Linked DNA regions of Zea mays: all the other regions are linked to region 3. The links are chromatin contacts, called in public Hi-C maps. All regions are on one chromosome and are shown on one strand. Each heading gives the region's core, a stretch centred on a gene start, on an enhancer-like site or on the middle of the called end of the contact. The rest is flanking DNA. Distances are from core to core; before and after follow the strand shown. Region 1 has its middle 10 kb from the start of LOC103635057. Region 2 holds the start of LOC103635056 (bidirectional sugar transporter SWEET17). Region 3 holds the start of LOC100281351 (ligatin).

Region 1 (3,163 bases), core at 260-2,759, 270 kb before region 3:
AAAGGTGGGAGCTCATGTGAAGTGTAAGGCTGATCAACAAATAATGGTTAAAACTGAGCATTGCTTTTAATAAGTGGTCAAGTTTTATTAGTAGTTACTAAATATAAGTAAATACCAAACCATAGTAATAATAGATCAAATTAATAATAAACCACAATGCGATGCAAATGACAAATTGAATTTAATTCCATAAATTACTCATGTGAGGGTTCGAGCCGCTCATGACCGTGAGCACGGCTGCTATACCAGTTTTACACTCTGCAGAGGTTGCGCATCTTTACCCACACAAGTCATGTTACCCATTTGCCAAGGGATCGCGACATCCCATTCATCTCTACCGGGGAGATGAGGCAGGGTAGCACTACGAGGCCTTTACAAAGTTCCACTAGCTTTAGAAAACCCGCTACAGTTCTAGGAAGCCCCAATGTAGGGATCCCTTGTCTGATCGCCATTGCAGCAAAATCAATCCGAGAACCTCCCTACACTGACTACTCCCCTACTGTCCTTGCCCCTTTCGGGTAAGGTAGTCATCCACTAGCTTTCCTAATTAGTCGGCCAAGGGCGTCCCATACCACCCTTGTGGTAGCACTGTTTTTCCGGGTGGTTCTCCATGTTCCAATTAACAATATGATCTTATCATGAACAGTAAATAACAAATTGATAATAAAAGCATGATCATGAATAATGTGTATCTCAATACCCAAAACCATATAAAGCAATAGCATGTACTACCCAAAAGTTTAGTGGTAAACAAGGTATAAAGATAGTCAAACTAGGGTAACCTATTGGGTCCCATGAAAATTAACCTATGCAGATCATAATGATTAACATGAACATTATTGGGTAAATATAAGTGATCAAGGGCACAACTTGCCTTCAACGAGCTCCTGCTCAGCAGTCTCCACCTGCTGAACACCTAGGTCCTCAGTGGCTTGCTCGTCTACTCGCAACAATACAAACAAACATGGTATAGGAGAAATTAACATCACACCAAACAGCAGAACAGAATGCATGATAATATTCTACGCATCATAACGAGATCGTAGGAACAAGAATCACTCAATTCGGAGTTACGGTTATCGAGTTACGATTTTCCGAAGTTATTAAGTGCTTAGTATGGGATAAAATTAAGTAGACGATTTTAATCTATGTTTCATGCCTAAACAGAGTTACCAGGTGATAAACAATATTAATACAAAATTAATGCAACTGGAATGGATCAAAAAGGAATTAAAATGGATTTTCTATGAATTAAATGAGTTTCTGCAATTATTTTTATACCCAAAATCTATTTCTATATTCTTTTATCTGAGTCATCCACTAAATGGATTGTGCGCACTAATCCTGAGAAGCTCGGGGTTCGATTTGCAAAATCCAGGACCTAATCGTAATGCTTTCTGTGTTGGCCAGGACCGCGGGTTGTTTTCAACAAAGGTTAGGGTCTCTTATGTAAACCGATCGACCGAAGGGGTATGGCGGACTCTTAGCCGTCCGATCAGAGACGAACGCGCTTGATTAGACCGCCAAACTAGAATACTCCTACGCCATCACATCCACCCACGGCAGGATCAACGACTTTGATCTAATGTGTGGGAGAGATTATGCAGACAACCGATTGTGCCATCCGTTTTGATCTCAACGGCCTATATTCAATGAAGACCCGTCCTGATCCTAGCCCTCCGCATCGAGATCAATGGTTGAGAACTATCTTTGAACCGGTACAGATCGGATCTAATCTTGGCCGTTACACACAGAATCCATGGCCCAGGATTCATCTCCCAACTCGCCCTCCACCCATCTCCCCGAGGGCGGCGTCGTACAACACCCACGGCGGAGGACCACCCCGGCGAGGAAAGTCCACGATCCTAGCGTCCCATCCTCTAATCCAAGTAGCTCTATGCGATGCGGAAATGAAAGTGAATACAGATAAGGGAACCTTATCGAGGATGATGCGAGTGGGCGGGCAGTCCACGCAGAAGAGCGGAACTGCGGCGGATTAGGCTCGACAGTGAGAAATTACACAGGCTCCGGTGAACTTCGCTCGAATCAATGGGGCGCACGCCTTCCACGAGGTGCGAGGATCACCCAAAGTCGAGTCCCAATCCCAGACTCGTCGTGGTTCCGATTTCCACCGTCGGTGGTCCGCCATGCTAGCGACCCACTGCCCCTCCCACGATTTCGGTGGCTAACCCGGGCGTTGGTGCGATGGTGGCGCACGAAAGGGTGAGGAGGTCATCGTAGCCCCAATTTATGGGCGGGTCCAACGTTACTGACCCCCAGCTCAAAACCGGGCGACGTAACAACCCGCGCCGAATCTCACGGTCGGGAAGAAGAACGGTGGCAGGGTCTGGGTCCCACACGTCAGTCGGATAACGAGCGCGCGACGTGGAGAGAAGGCTACGTCCCAAGCGTCGTTGAGAAAACACCCACCGCACGCACACGGTGGAAGAATGAACAACGGGCCTCGCTTGTTGGTGACCCCGTTCGACGCACGCACAATACCGAGTGAGGCTGGTCACTGGGCCCCGCCTGTCGGCGCGCCCGGCCGCTGGACTAATGGGCTGCATGGCGTGGTATGAGAAGGTGGGCTGGATTCCGATTTCTTGGCCCAACCGACATTTTTCCATTTTGATTTTTATTTTGGTTTGAATTCCTTTCTAATTTCGAAATCCAATATTTGAATTCAAATTTATGTTGTAGAATTTCACATAGATTATATGCACAAATGAAGGTATCGATTTAAAGATATATATATTTTCTTTATATTTATACTCTTTTCCTTTTCTTTTCTTTCCTTTTTCCCATTTCCATTTTCAAACCCTAATTTCAATTTAGGTTTTAATTCAAATTTCCTTATTATTATATTTTTATTAATAGTGTTGCTATTATTATTAAATGCACAAACAAATAAACTCCAACATGATGCATGGCTTATGTTTTATTAAAGAATTATTCACTTTAAATAAGTCTCTTAATAATCCTCATGAGTAGAAAGCAAAACACATAAAGGTTTATCCTTCTCCATTATATTCCAAAAGTTGGGTATTACATTTAATTAATATCAGCGATAGGCGAATTCACGACGCAAGACAAGGTGTGCGACATGTGAAAACGGTGCGCGCGACGCGCGAAACAGCACGACAACACGCGAACAGGATGTGCG
Region 2 (3,156 bases), core at 63-2,562, 310 kb before region 3:
CGTGCTAATTAAATTTAACTGAAAAGATCGTGATGTTTCAAGGCCGTGCACGGTCAGCTATAAAAGGAAAATTAAGGAGAAATGTGCATCTCAAAATCGACTTACGGCGAACAAATAAATTAAGTCTCACTAAGGGCTAGTTTAGAAACTTAATTTTTTTTGGGATTCTTGGGAATTAAGTGAAATTCTCGGGAATTAATACCAGAGGGGATTTAAGTTTCTAAAATAACCAAAAAAGGAAAGAAAAGAGGAATAGTGTATAAATATGCATGTGAGGAAAAAAAACTTACCATAGAAGCAAGGGGTGACCCGTACATGAGCACATTGAGGCAGGCACATATCATTCCTATCACCATAATTCTCAATTCAAATTCACTGATGGCGAATGTGGTGGCCGCAAACACGACTCCGAAGCCACCGATGTCCAACGCTGCTGCCAGCTTCGCGGTCTTAACCTGCATAATCATAATTGCGATAAAGGAACAAACTATAATATAAGGCAACACATGCTTTTCTTTAATAAACGAATGGTGGTTGTGCTTTTCTTTAACTATATACTCCGTAATTCCTAAGACTCAAGTGCTTGAAGAAAGAATTATGCAGAATTAAGCAACGGATTGTGTGAGTGAACTATATATACTGGCCCCAGCTGCTCCGACCCCTCACCCTTGTGGCATGGTTGGCGGCGTAGACGATGAAGAGGACGACGTAGATGGCCTCCATGACAGCCCCAAAGCCATTGACGGTGGCGACGAGGAAGCCGTCAGGCTTGGTGAGGCCGTAGTAGAGCCACAGCAGCGCGTTGAGCAGCGTCAACACGTACGGCGCCGGCTCGAACTCCTCCGTCGTCCCGCCCCGCACGATCCTCCAGAACGTCTTGCTGTATCCATGCATGGATTGGTGCCCGTGGTGGTGTTCAGAAAGAAAGCTAGCTAGCAACAGCGACGACAGGGAAACCATATATATGGAGAAAGACACTTACATAGGCGATATGAAGACGAGAACTGAGATGATGTTGCCTATTTCAATGTAGAAGAAGAAGATAAGGAAAGCTGGACGAATGAAGACTAATAATAATAACAAAGCAGTTCAGAATGATACACAAGCTTACCTATGACGCCGATGATGAAGAGGGTGGAATCCATGGAAGCTCTGGCGGATACAGCAGACAGACAGGCCTGGTGGGAGAACGAAGGCCACCGGCCGGTTCGAAGGGAATTAGCAAAACGCGGTGGATCCAAACAGGACGACGTATATACGATACGGATGAGATCCACAGTCAGCTCAGCTGCTTTCTCTGCTGCCCTTGAGCGGGAGCGGGAGAGAGGACCAGGGCCGCTGATGCATACTACTTCAAGCAGCCTGAGGCTATCCGCAACCGTTACCCCTAAATTTTTCTCCCTATATCACTTTTTTCCCCTATTTCCCCTCCTATTTTTTTCATCTCCCGCAGCGGTTCCCCCTAAATACTCCCCCTATACCCCACTACCACTATAAAATATCATTTTCTATACCAACTATCAATTTTTTATCTACTAACAATTACTCGTGGACCCACAGCACAGTGTTTAGGGTGATGAACAGTGACACGCTAGATCTGGGGGGAGAGAGAAGGGGACCGACACGTAGGGGGCACTGTAGGGGGCACCGCTGCGGCCATAGGGTGCCCCCTACAGCCGACATGCAAGGTGAGGGGGAGGGGTAGGGTCGACCGCTGCGGTCAGTCTGAGGTAGACAGGCCGGCCGTGTAGGCGCGCTGCAATTATAGCCAGCTAGGCCGAGCTATAGCCCGCCCTTGTTACTGGTACGCGTTCACCCATGAGGCAGCATGATGCCCAGCTAGCAGTGACATGAACATCAGAACATGCGAACGACTCAGGGTCAGGGGCCCCGCCTCGTGTAACACATGAGAATATTTTATTTGTAAAGAATGAATGTATATACGTATACAGATATACACTACCAGCAGGCCACTGGCCTTTACAGATAAACACATATAAAGAGAAGCTGATGCGTAAATTAAAGGATATATCTCCTTTTCGGAAATAAAAGAGCCCTGTACTGTATCCGTGACTGCACACAGATATGTCATGTTTGTAAGTAAAGTATTTTTATAGTTTTTTTGTTGATAATGTCATGGTTTAATTATAGGAATATTGTAGTATTTTCTACCATAAGGTGTTTGGCTGCATTTATGAAAATTACATTTTTAAAACCATGGTATTTTAGACACCATGATATTTCTTCAATCCAAAGTTTAATTTCTATATGCCATGATTAGATTTTGCCTAAATACAATGGTTTACAATATTGTATCAAAGTATTCTTGGAACTAGCTACAACTATGATATTATCATGATATAGAACCGGTGATGCGACCACAAAGGAGTGAATGTAAGCCACTACAAATTCTCGACCTACGAGAATAACACCGTGACTTGATTCCAAATTTAACCAAAAACCTCTAGGGACTCACAAATGACCATATCACTGTGCAATTCAAACCATTGTCATTTCAACACACCAAAAACCTAGAAGCAGACCAACCCAACTATTTGCCAAAAATCAGAGACAGAAGCTCAAGATAGAGAGCGAGGCAGTGCCGGGAACAAAAAACAAGGCTGAATCGCCTCAAATTTTGCAGAAAGTTTACACAGGGAGAAATATATCTACTGGTGAAGTTTCAACCCGAGCAACACAAAAACTAAAGCGCAAATCATAAATCTCATTTTGGTTGGGGTTTTGATGGGGTATTCTAGAACGAGTTCAAACTGAGTTCTTCTCAAACCACAACCAAAATTTGCAACAACTGGATGTATGCAGTGACCCGAGAAATGCAACTCACCATCAATCAATCCCCAAACCAAATACTCACATAAGAACTCGATGGTTCTTCACACGATCACAAAGATAGAAAGGGAAAGAACGCAAGAAGGAAATGACTCAAAAGCTTTAGAAAGATTCAAACTGAGATTGAGAGCCAACTAAAGTCGTGGGCAGCACCGACCACCCTTCCTCGGATTAATTACCGCAGATTACAAAACATAGTCGCGAAGGTTCAAAGCGCTATGGATCTCTTGGCTAAACTGGTGACTACCTAGAGAGGAAAACTAGGAGTTCTAAACAAGAGCACTAATACAAATGGCTGCCAAGAGA
Region 3 (3,039 bases), core at 449-2,948:
AGCTTGCTTAAGTCCATAGAGTGCCTTAGAGAGCTTATACACATGATCGGGATACCTATCATCCTCAAAGCCAGGGGGTTGTTCCACGTACACTTCCTCCTTGATTGGTCCATTGTGGAAGGCGCTCTTCACGTCCATTTGAAACAACTTAAACGAGTGGTGAGCAACATAGGCCAATAATATGCGTATTGACTCGAGCCTAGCTACAAGAGTAAAAGTCTCCTCAAAATCCAAACCTGCGACTTGGGCATAACCTTTTACCACAAGTCGAGCCTTGTTCCTTGTCACCACCCCGTGCTCATCTTGCTTGTTGCGGAACACCCACTTGGTTCCCACAACATTTTGCTTTAGACGTGGCACCAGACTCCATACTTCATTTCTCTTGAAGTTATTGAGCTCTTCCTACATGGCCAACACCCAGTCTGAATCCTGCAAGGCTTCTTCTACCCTGAAAGACTTAATAGAAGAAACAAAAGAGTAATGTTCATAGAAATTAGCTAAATGTGAACGAGTGGTTACTCCCTTACTGATGTCACCCAGAATCTGATCCACTAGATGATTCCTTTGAATGGTGACCCAAACTTGAGTTGGAGGTGCCTGTTGTACTTCTTCCTCTTTATCCTTTTCTTCATGTGCTCTCCCTTGATTCATGCCTGCATCTTGAGATACCTGTTCCTCATCTTGAGTTGGGGTTGCACCAATGTGGAGGAGGATGGTTGATCTTGATCGCACATCACCTATTGCCATAGTTCTCAACGGGACCGTTGGAATTTCATCCTCATCTACATCATCAAGATCAACTTGCTCTCTTGGAGAGCCATTAGTCTCATCAAATACAACGTCACTAGAGATTTCAACTAAACCCGACGATTTGTTGAAGACCCTAAATGCCTTTGTATTTGAATCATAACCTAGTAAAAACCCTTCTACAGCTTTGGAGCAAATTTTAAATGCCTACCTTTCTTAACCAAAATGTAGCATTTGCTCCCAAATACACGAAAGTATGAAACATTGGGTTTGTTACTGGTTAGAAGCCCGTAAGACGTCTTCTTGAGGAGGCGATGAAGATAGAGCCAGTTTATGGCATGGCAAGCTGTATTTACGGCTTTTGACCAAAACCGCTCAGATGTCTTGTACTCTCTAAGCATTGTTCTAGCCATATCGATGAGTGTCCTGTTCTTCCACTCTGCTACACCATTTTACTTTGGTGTGTAGGGAGTAGAGAACTCATGCTTGATGCCTTCTTTCTCAAGAAACTTCTCTACTTGAAGATTCTTGAATTCAGATCCATTGTCGCTCCTGATTTTCTTTACCTTGAGGTCAAACTCATTTTGAGTTCTCCTTAGGAACCCAACATAAAAGAACTTCTTCAAAACTTGTTTGGTAACCTTAAAAGAGGTCACATCCTGTAACCATGAGAGACTAGCTTACTAAGCCTTTATCAAGAATTTAGAGTAGTTAACCCAACTAACAAGGAAAGTAAATGCATGAATAAGGTACTTCCATAGATATAAACAACAAAACCATATGGAACCCATAGTATAAACCATAGTGAGTCCAGAATAACATCCCGTACATGGTATCCAGACAAGCCGGGATTGGCTCCGTTGACAGATCCTGATCCAGTGTGATATTTGGGCTGCTCACAGCACAATTGGGTCCAATAAAGCCCAGCCGGGACGCAGAGGAAGAAGACCCGGAGCTGCGTCTTCCTTCCGTTTCAGCACCGCGCGCAATCGGCCTCTCATCCCCTCTTCCTATCGCCCGCCGCCGCCGCCGCCGCCGCCCGTCCGCTTCAGTACGACGTCGAGCAAGGGGAGGTAAAAGTTCGTTTGGCGTGCGCCATGTTTAAGAAGTGAGTCCTCTCTTCTCCCCTTCCGTATCTCTTTTACCTGTAACTCCTTTCCGATTTCCGGGCTCAGTAATTCGATCTGTCGTTGCCGTCCGCTGCGTTCACCGATCTGGTTCTCTCGGTTACGATTTGGCACAGCTAATTACTCTGGAACCACCATGCGTAATTCGGGACCGTGTTTTTATCTTTTATTTTAGCTGGGTTCGGGATCTGGAAAACGATCAGCTTTTGGCCTCTTAGTTTCTCTCAAACAAAGTACGGGGCTTTATGGGAGAAGATGTGATAATGGTATTGGGCATTGAGCTCTTGATACATGAGTTGCGATGTGCTGAAGCTGCTGGATGTTGCATCAACTGGCTGGCAAGGGCGTTATGAACTTATGGCACTAGGGTGCGGTTGTGGTTAGATGCTGCCGTTGTGCAGTTGGTGTTTCTGGATGTTGAGGTGTGCCGTGTGCGAATGTTTCATGTTTTCCCTCAAAGTGCATGGCTTGTTTTAGTGTTTTACCTTGGTACCCTCATTCGAGCCAGCTAAAACGTTCATGCTTTGGTAGCAAGGCATCTCCTAAGACCCAAACTGACTTGTTTCATCAAAATAATAAATGCAGCAAAACTTGACACTACAATCGTTTTTCTTTGTTAAACCCTTTCACTAAGAAGTTGTTTACTTCTCAAAATGATTTTTAGTGTATTTATTAGTGCAATAGCTTCACTGAACTATATACTTTGTGAAAATCTTGACTGTGATATTTTATATGTGCATTTTGAATTTTCTAAAAGTTATTAGCTTTAATGTCAAGGCTTGCCTGGTTTGTTTCCATATTGGCGGTATCATAATTTGGCCAGCCAAATTTTTTTCCAAGATTTTTTAACATCTTTTAGGATTAGTGCAGGTATAATTTCCCTACATCTCTATTAAGAATTAAGATGCTTGTAGTATGTCATGTTTTATAACATCACTGGTGACAAGACTGCAGGTAAATTTCACAAGAACCAATTTACACTGTAGTTTAATTAAGGACTCAAATTAGAAGTGTGGCCTCATTAGTGTTTGAGTTTGATCAACAAGAGTGCTAAATTGCTGTTGTAATGTCACTTCTTTTCTGGATTGTTTATATTTTACCAGAACCATTAATAATGTATGATTATACTAAGTAAGTGAAGTAACTGACTTGTGTCTTCTGTGCT

Evidence for each region. A called contact is a pair of places that touch in the nucleus more often than the background predicts.
Region 1: a contact with region 3 is called in a Hi-C map of leaf, with 3 times the contacts expected there. The contact joins the enhancer-like site here to the promoter of LOC100281351 in region 3. A contact is called at or near these places in 2 of 25 Hi-C or Micro-C datasets (endosperm and leaf).
Region 2: a contact with region 3 is called in a Hi-C map of leaf, with 5 times the contacts expected there. The contact joins the promoter of LOC103635056 here to the promoter of LOC100281351 in region 3. A contact is called at or near these places in 5 of 25 Hi-C or Micro-C datasets (bundle sheath, ear, leaf and 1 more) and 1 of 3 datasets of contacts at active chromatin or transcription factors (leaf).

Annotation. Positions count from the first base shown.
Region 1 is chr8:34,319,757-34,322,919 of Zm-B73-REFERENCE-NAM-5.0, forward strand. No RefSeq gene overlaps it. Among protein-coding and RNA genes, the nearest start is that of LOC103635057, 10 kb to the right of the region's middle. Within about 2 kb of position 1,510, at least 18 of the 20 cell types and tissues checked have an H3K27ac peak or open chromatin away from gene starts, as enhancers often do. A contact at or near this core is called in leaf, where this site is marked.
Region 2 is chr8:34,281,906-34,285,061 of Zm-B73-REFERENCE-NAM-5.0, forward strand. It overlaps LOC103635056 (bidirectional sugar transporter SWEET17), which reads right to left and starts at 1,313. Exons shown (of 6, transcript NM_001363775.1): 1 at 1,112-1,313; 2 at 983-1,019; 3 at 667-880; 4 at 291-455. The coding sequence starts at 1,145.
Region 3 is chr8:34,594,143-34,597,181 of Zm-B73-REFERENCE-NAM-5.0, forward strand. LOC100281351 (ligatin) reads left to right here and starts at 1,699. Exons shown (of 8, transcript NM_001154269.1): 1 at 1,699-1,855. The coding sequence starts at 1,845.